Linked DNA regions of Sus scrofa: region 2 is linked to region 1. The links are chromatin contacts, called in public Hi-C maps. All regions are on one chromosome and are shown on one strand. Each heading gives the region's core, a stretch centred on a gene start, on an enhancer-like site or on the middle of the called end of the contact. The rest is flanking DNA. Distances are from core to core; before and after follow the strand shown. Region 1 overlaps M6PR (cation-dependent mannose-6-phosphate receptor). Region 2 holds the start of NECAP1 (adaptin ear-binding coat-associated protein 1).

Region 1 (4,295 bases), core at 862-3,361:
TGGCGAGAGTGTGATGCCTAATTAGAAGTTTTTCGGTTGTTTCACGAAATTCAATTCAGGGTGATACTTGGAGCTTTGGCGAAGGGGCGGGGGGTCTCTTTATTATCTCTGGAGAAAACTAGTTCTTACCAGTCTTAGACTTGGTAAAATGTACTTTGCTCACTTGAAAGTTGCTTATTCCAAATTATCTTTTCCTCCCTTTGCATTATTCCCTACAGGATGGTTGTGACTTTGTGTGCCGATCTAAACCCCGAAATGTGCCTGCTGCATACCGTGGTGTGGGGGATGACCAGCTGGGGGAGGAGTCAGAAGAAAGGGATGACCATTTATTACCGATGTGATTGCACTTTAAACGTCCAGCTTCTTCAGCCCCCAAACCAAAGCATCCTCAGCCAGATTTCTTAAGCAGTCTCCACTCCAGTCTCTCATCTTACCCTTAATATTGCTCTTGCTTTCCAGTTTGCTTTTGGTTTGCAGCCACTCACTCGTCAGTAGTAGAAATGCCTTTCCTTTGTTCCCTATTTTGTTTTCCCTCAAGGTACCCTTACAGGACAAAGATAATAGGGCCAGTGACAGAGGCGGTTGCACTGTCTCTTAGTATCAGAAAGTACAAACAGGAGTTCTTCCAAGCAAAAGGGTGTGGCAGGCTCCCTGACCCTTTCTTTTTTAAACACATTTTCACAAGTTTTTGAGACACTGGATTTCTTTAATTAAAAAAAAAAAAAAAAGCAAACATTATTTATACAAGGTTGGTTGCTTTCATGCTGTTACTCTGTACCCTACAGTAGTCTCCATGAGAATCTGGATGTAATTTCTTGCTGCTTGGAATTACTTTGCAGTGATTGCTTGGTTGCTGTCCAAGTACTGCCATTTGGTCTGAGCCTGGAGATAACATAGACCTAATTCTCCCACCTCTGGGATCAGGATGGGGAAGTGTGAAATTTCCCAATTAGAGGATTACAAGGTACCATCCGTCACTTGCTGGCATAGGAGTGACTATAGCTGGAACTGGCCCTAAATTGTAGTCTTAAGAGATTGGTCCATTTGGAGCCAAAATGCCTAATCCAGAAGTCCAGTCCGTTGGAAAGGGAAATTGAAATTGACCTCCTGTGCTACCAGAGGTCCAGAAAAGGGAAGTCTGTTTACCTTGCAGTGGGATCTCCTTAATGGCTTTCTTTTCCCACTTGCAGTAAAAGCTGGCAAAGCTTTTCTCACTCCTAAGATGTTTCCCTTTACCAGTATTTCTAAACATGTTGCACTTTCTTTCACAGGCATGCCATTTTGACTTCCAACCCCCCAAAATCTTCTGGAAAGGGAATGGAAGCAGAAGTGGGACATCTAGGGCTCTGCCATCTTCTGCTCTGGGTGCAGGATGCCACCGCACCTGTCCCTCCTTTCAGCTCAGGGAAGTGTCTTCTTGCCCACAGTTTCTGTGGGGGGAGGTTCTTAATCCTCTGATGCTTCCACCTTTCTCTTTAGGCCATGTACCCAGAAACCTGGCCTGATCTTTCTGGAACGGTTGGCCTGGGCCACTGGAGAGTACTGTGGCTCCACTGGACACAAGAGGATAGAATCAATAGGCAGGGGCCTTTTTTAGCCTTTAGAGAAGAACATGAAATTATTTCATCTTTGGACTTTTAAATAATATTGGAATTTTTTTTTCTTTTAAACAGGGAAAATAATGTTATGAAAGCTTTTTTTTTTTGTTGTTATTATTTGTTTGCATCCCTCCCCATACCCTGGTGTTTTAAAAATGCAGGAAAAAAATACACTTTTTTGTACAAAAACACATAAAAGATTTTAAAAAAAAAAAAGCTGGTCTAGTCATTTGTGTGAAAGATGGTAAATACCCTGGAATGATGGAGTAAGAGACACTGAGACCAATTTCCATCCTTTTACTGAGGAGGAAAAAAAATATTTAATATTTTTGTTGTATAAGGAATGGCTCCTAAGGCAGGTGTACTTCTGCTCCTGACCTCAGTGCCACGTGCCCCTGCTTTATAAAGCTATAGGACAGAGCAGAGTTGGGACGGGGAAAGGAAGGGAGGGTAGATAAACTGGACAGGAGCAGGGGGTGCAGAAAGAATGACAACAGCCACATGTGTGCCAAACACTTTTAGTCCCTGCAGCGAATCAGAATGCTGCCAACCCAGACTCTACACTGGCAGGCTGGTGGCCCTGCCACGGACGCAGGAGAAAATGTTCAATACTACAGGAGTGACGACACCATTCTGGGCCACAGCTACAGTCAGACAATCCAGGGGGCCGGGAGAGTACCAGATTTTGCTACTTGTGTCACACAAGCTAGAAAACCCTCCCTCCCCTGCTGCTGAGGCACGCCTACATTCCACCCACCTCCTCGCCTTAACCGCACTGTACATCGCTCCTCCTGGAGAGCTAAGACCCTGGCTAGACACTCCGCTCTGGGATAAGGCTGAGCAGTCCATGCTCTCTAGACCGCCTCTTTTATAAAGACTGGATTAGGGTAGGTGAGAATCATAAAGATTTAAAAAATAAAGTCGAACCCAGAGAAATGGCAAAGCTGCCTCCACATAGCACCAGCAACCAATTCTTGCACTTCTCTTCCCTGTCTCAGTAATCCCCTCTACAGAAGATGGAATTGGAACAGCTCTGTCTTCCCGTGAAGTCTCTGCTGGCCCCAGGTTATAACCTGGACAGTGGGGAGTGTCTGCCTTAGGCTGGTTTGTGCCAAGAGGGCCACCTTAGGTCTCCTTGAGGACATTTATCTTGGCGCAGATCTTGAGGGCAGGGCCTAGCTTGATGTTCATGGCACTCATAAGATGTTCCTCTTTAAGTAATAAAAGGGCCTGTCCATCAATCTCCTGGGAACGAAATTCCTCTGCAATCTCTTGACAGCCTAGAAGGAAATGATGGGAATATATATGAGAAACTACATGGTAGCACAAAGTAAATTCAGTAACACAGTGGCCTGAGATGGCAAACTTTGGAAGCAAATGAAATCAGAGAGCAACAGACTATTTATAAAAACAAAGGGCCAAGCTAGAGCTTCCTGGTGGCTCAGCAGGTTAAGGACCAGTGTTGTCACTGCTGTGGCATCGGTTCAGTCCCTAGCCTGGGAACTTAAGGTGTTCAATCAGATAACTTCATTTATATAATCTGAGAAGGGAGGGAGCAAAATATGTTTTCTTTGACACTGGCAAGAAAATTAAAGAGCCTTCATGACATTTTTAAAGGCCCAAAATACAGAGAAAATAGCAAGAAGGATAAAACCAATCCGCTTTTCAAGAACAGCCTGTAAATAATCTCACCCGAAAGAACACAGGGCCGTTATTTCCTAATCCCCTTCTCCACCGAAAAAAGTCTTAGTTAGCTGTGGTGGGTATCGCAATTAACCACACATAAAAAAAAAAGCATGCTTTATTTAAAAGTCAGTGGTAAAGGGTTCCCATCGTGGCTCAGTGGTTAACAAACCCGACTAGTATCCATGAGGACGTGGGTTCAATCCCTGGCCTTGCTCAGTGGGTTAAGGATCCAGTGTTGCCATGAGCTGTGGTGTCAGTCACAGACGTGGCTCGGATCCTGAGTTGCTGTGGTTGTCGTTGGGCTGGCAGCTACAGCTCCAAATGCACCCGTAGCCTGGGAACCTCCATATGCCGCAGTGTGACCCTAAAAATACAAAAAGACCCAAAATTAGTAAATAAATAGATAAAAATCAGTGGTAAGAAATTAAAATCAAATGTGGCAAAACTGCTGACACAGCAGAGGACAGTCAACCAAGTAAAATTGGGAAACCAAGCTGTTGGGCAAGTGACTTAAACAAATACAAGAGCAGAGCCTTTGTTACTCCCTGCTTAAGCCTGTTACGAAGGCCCCTGGGGGAGGAAAACTGCAGGGAAATGAAGAAGAAAACTGCAGGGAAATGAAGCTCGGAGAGTGACCTGGGTTCTGTCGGACAGGCCCACGATACCTTGTAGAGAAGCAATAAACTCGTACACCTCCTCTACGCTCCAGCGGCTGGGATTGCTGGACAGGAACACAGGGTTGATGCCGTGTAATTCCGGTATGGGCGGGGCTGTATTGGGGTTCCCCAGGTCACGTTCTCCATGCCCTGCTCTCACAGACAAAGGCCCAGGAGATGTTGGAGAGAGTGCTTCATCGTAACTGGAGTTATCTGAGCCCCGGCTAGAGTCCTCCTGACCCTGCAGCATAAAAACGCAGAACAGTGAGGTCACGAGTGGCAGAGGTCTCCCGCTCCTCTCCCCAACCACCCTGGCTGGGGGTGATACTGAGCATGGAGGGAAAATGAACCTCAG
Region 2 (4,295 bases), core at 866-3,365, 560 kb after region 1:
ATTATTTTTGGTAAATTGTGTACATCAGTGACCGTTTCATTTATTAAATTTATTGGCATAAAGTTGTTGACCATATAAAGATGAAGACTTTCAATTTTCATTTTATACTCTTTTATACTTTTTGAATTTTTTTTTCAAACTATATGTAGGGTCCTGAAATTGGAAGATTTGGGGAAATGGCCAAGTTAATATGTTAAATGATTAGACTGAATAGAAATCTCACATTATTCGACAATTATTATCACCTACTATGTGAAGGGTATTGTGCTGGGCGCTGAAAAAGCAAAGTTCTTGCCTTTATGGAACTTATGGTTTGGTAGGAGATATGTGAAGAATAATAGCACATTAGGTATAACAGAGAGGTGTAACGGAAGCAAGTGGAAGTACTAGAGAAAGTTCGTATAAATGACCTGGCAAAGTAACAAGAGGAGGTATTGTTTGAACTGATATATGGCCATATTAGTTTGCTAAATTGACAGGCTGGCAGAGAACTTTTAAGGTATAACGTTTAAAGCATGCCAATATATAAAAAATTCATAGAACATGAACAATTCAGGAAATCTTAACTAGTTAAGGATTACTGAAATTTTAAGTGGACGTTTTCTTTTTTAAAAAAAATCTTGGATTTTTAAAAATAGCCTTAATATTTATCTATTTTTTACTTATTTACTATATATATCTCAAAGCTTACAGATATGCCATTAACCATTTTCTGTTCCTAGACATTCATGCTGTTTCCATGTTTCACTATTAATGAACAATGCTGTAATAATCATTATTGTACCTTTTTTTGCACACATGCAAATTTCCATAAAATAGTTAGTAGTGGATCTGCTAAACTCAAGGTTATGTACAATATTTTAATTCTGCTACATTTTCCTTTAGAAATGTACCAATTTACATTCCTGCCAACAGTGTAGGCGAGTATCCGATTCCTCATACCCTTACAAACGCTAGATATTATTCTCTTTATTTTAATGTATTTTTATTTATTATTTTTATTTTTGTCTTTTTGCCTTTTCTAGAGCCGCTCTCGTAGTACATGGAGGTTCCCAGGCTCGGGGTGTAATTGGAGCTGCAGCCACTGGCCTACGCCAGAGCCACAACAAAGCAGGATCCCAGCCGCGCCTGTGACCTACACCATACCTGACCTACACCATAGCTCATGGCAACGCAGGATCCTTAACCCACTGAGCAAGGACAGGGATCGAACCCACAACCTCATGGTTCCTAGTTGGAGTCGTTAACCATTGAGCCATGACAGGAAACTCCTTATTATTTTTTTAAAATTTTAAAATATTACTTTGCTACATAGGGTAGACAAATTAGGGATAGGTTTTTCATTCAGTCAACATAATGCAATGCAGACCACAGCTGTTGTAGTTAAGATAGACTTAAGTTCGCATCTCAGCTTTCCTTTTGCTATCTGTGCTAATTAAATCATTTAAGTGACAGTGTTGTGGCAAGTTTATATTTAGAATGTACAAGGCACATGTTTATAGAAACTGTTAGTAGGATTTATCATGATAATAGAACTGGGAGCAAACAGCGGCTATTAAATAGTTCATGATGTTTTCCGAAATGGTCAGGAATCGAGCTGATCCCATTTACAGTTTAACATGTGCAACATTTACAAAAAGATAACCATAATACACACTGAAAGTGTGGCCGACTATTTCAACAGGTACCTGTCTGGAAACTCCCAGATAAAAAAGTGCTATTATAAGGCAACGGATCCGGCTGTGCATTTTTGAACTTTGGATTTGGAAGATTAAAATCCACTGGAGGAGAGCCCTTTTCTGCTTAGAAACCACGGTTGAGAAGTGACTCTGGAAAGAAAAAAAATCGCCAGACTTTTAAGATGGTCGTCCTCTGACAGAACCGATGTCAACCACTGGGAGCAAGATGGCGCTTTCCCTCATCGCTTCTCGGGGATGGAGATTTCCCTAACGTGAATCACGCACAAGGAAGGCATCCTTGCCATTACCCAAGATGGTGCGTCGCGCAACCTCACTGTTTCCAGGTTTCAACATGGCTTCCCCAAACCGCCCACCGGAGGTTAATCTCAGAGACCTGTCGAAACGCGAGCGGAAGTAGCAAAAGCGGAAGTTGTTGCGTAAGGCCATTCCCCGCCTCTACGTACCGCCCCCGTGCTGACGCCCCGCCCCCAGCGGCGCGGAGCGCAGAGCCAAGATGGCGGCCGAGTTGGAGTATGAGTCGGTCCTGTGTGTGAAGCCCGACGTCAGCGTCTACCGGATTCCGCCCCGGGCCTCCAACCGCGGTTACAGGTACTAACCCGAGGCGCTGCAGCACAGGCGTACCCGGTCGGGATGGTAGTTTGCTCTTCAGGTGGCACGCTGCCTGTCCCTCCCACTTCCTCCTCTGGGTTATCACCTTGCTAGCCTCCTCACCTGGGATGTTACCGTCCTGTCTTCTTGCTCTTCCCCAACTCAGAACTTCCATCATCCTTGTTTCCGCTGCTTAAAAAAAATTACCATCCTGCATTCTCTCACCCCTCCTCCTCTTCGAACCCTCTGGACTACCCATCTGTTCCCGGTTATCCACATCCAGTGGGTATGGATAACCTACCTGCTCTATCTACAATCACCTTTCCTTCGCTTTTCCCTGCGTCCTTCAGCTTGTCACCCTCGTCTCCCCTTCTCTACCCCATTTCCAGTACCTCGTGCGCATTTGTGGGTACTCTTTGTGTTGTTGGCCGCTTTCTGGATGAGCTAATTTATCTTTTGTGCTGTTCAGTCTTATTACCAAATATCATCATCCACCGTATGGTTTTTCCCTTCAGCTCTTTTTGTCGGTAGACAACGGTTATGATCATAAGTTTTCCAATGTCGTCCAGTCTGTTTCTTTTTAAGTATATTTGCTATAGTGTTTTCTGTGTTCCTTCCCTCTTAATTTCTGTTAAAGCTTTTGCCTCCAGAGTTAACGCAGCATTTTCTCTGTAGGGCTAACTAACCAACCCTTATAATCCAATGACGGAGGGCTCAGGAGGCTGTAGGAAGTCACCAAGTCATGTAGTCCAAAGAGTTAACATGTCATTTATTGGGTTACATGTTAAAAAAATGTGAGTATGAGCCCTGGCAACTTAACAGCTCTGTGATTTGAGACAAATCTCTTAACCTCTCCAAACCTCGGTTTTCTCATCTGTAAAATAGAAAAAAAAAAAAAAAGTTGATAAATAAACCTGCTTTAGGTACATACCTTGCAGAAGTTTTTGGAGGGTTAAATGAAGTCGTATAGTAAATGTGAAAAAGAATTGAAAATGAATTTCCTAAAAAGAATTTAGGAAACAATAAGGCAGTATATAAGATACTGTTTTGATTTCTGACTCATATTGCCATCATGATGTTCCTCTTGGCATTTATTATTACCTTGGCCCAAAAGTTATCCTCTCCCTATGTCCGTTATTTTGCCTCCTTATCAGAGGTTCATTCATGGTGAGAAGCTTTGTGCTTGCTGATCAGCTTTGTGCTTGCTGATCTGTGCACTAGACCTGGTGGGTTGTATCGTTTGACAAAGAGGTAGTTCTGATTTCAAACTTTCAATGAGACCCCAAATTGACCTGAGTAGGAATCTACATGCTCTTTGATGGTAGTCCCAGGTACTAATATGGGTGAGTCAGCTGAGACCTCTCCTTCTTTGGTGAGCCCTCCTTGACCCTTCCATTCTGGCTTAGGTGTGTTCTGTGTGTACTTCCGTAGCGCCTGTGCTTGACTCTGTCACAGAGCTCTTCCTTCTGCATTCTCACTGATTGGTTTTCCATTTTTCCAGACTAGACTAGGAAAAACGTGAGGTCTTTTTAAACTTTATATTCCTAGAGTCTAGCACAGTTTCTGGTACATAGTGGGGGCCCTGCAGATGTTGATCAAAAGAAATTAGTAGATTACAGCTAATCATATACATTAACATTGGTTGAACTGTTAAATAAGGTAAAATAGCTCATGACCTCCAACTTCAGGCATTAAGCCTTCCTAAATGATGTGATACATCGACCCAAGCTGCTGCAGTGACAATGCTGGGTCCTTAACCTGCTGTGCCACAGGGGAACTCCCAAGGTTTTTAAAAGACCTTTCTTCTCTTACCTGACTGTATTTTCTACCTTCACTTCTGGTTTAACCTTTATCCCTATGTCTGTTAACTGCACCGAGCAATTTCTTAATTTTCCTCTTTTATCCTTTTTCTCATTGTCATTCTGTGTTTTCCATGCTTATTATTGTCATCTTATCGTACAAGAGGCTTTTTACATCAGCCACTCTTTGTGAAGAGGGCAGAAATAA

Evidence for each region. Hi-C and Micro-C count contacts between places; a contact is called where the count stands out from the background.
Region 2: a Hi-C map of heart right ventricle shows a contact between it and region 1, with 2.8 times the contacts expected there. The contact joins the promoter of NECAP1 here to the enhancer-like site in region 1. A contact is called at or near these places in 3 of 47 Hi-C or Micro-C datasets (embryonic fibroblasts, heart right ventricle and skeletal muscle) and 1 of 2 datasets of contacts at active chromatin or transcription factors (skeletal muscle).

Annotation. Positions count from the first base shown.
Region 1 is chr5:62,555,875-62,560,169 of Sscrofa11.1, forward strand. It overlaps M6PR (cation-dependent mannose-6-phosphate receptor), which reads left to right. Exons shown (of 7, transcript XM_021092380.1): 7 at 219-1,800. The coding sequence ends at 341. PHC1 (polyhomeotic homolog 1) reads right to left here. Exons shown (of 16, transcript NM_001258381.1): 15 at 3,950-4,181; 16 at 1,900-2,878. The coding sequence ends at 2,724. Among named protein-coding and RNA genes, the nearest start is that of M6PR, 20 kb to the left of the region's middle. Within about 2 kb of position 2,112, at least 3 of the 83 cell types and tissues checked have an H3K27ac peak or open chromatin away from gene starts, as enhancers often do.
Region 2 is chr5:63,120,165-63,124,459 of Sscrofa11.1, forward strand. NECAP1 (adaptin ear-binding coat-associated protein 1) reads left to right here and starts at 2,116. Exons shown (of 8, transcript XM_021092395.1): 1 at 2,116-2,288. The coding sequence starts at 2,194. LOC110260746 (a long non-coding RNA gene) reads left to right here and starts at 2,295. Exons shown (of 2, transcript XR_002344116.1): 1 at 2,295-4,295.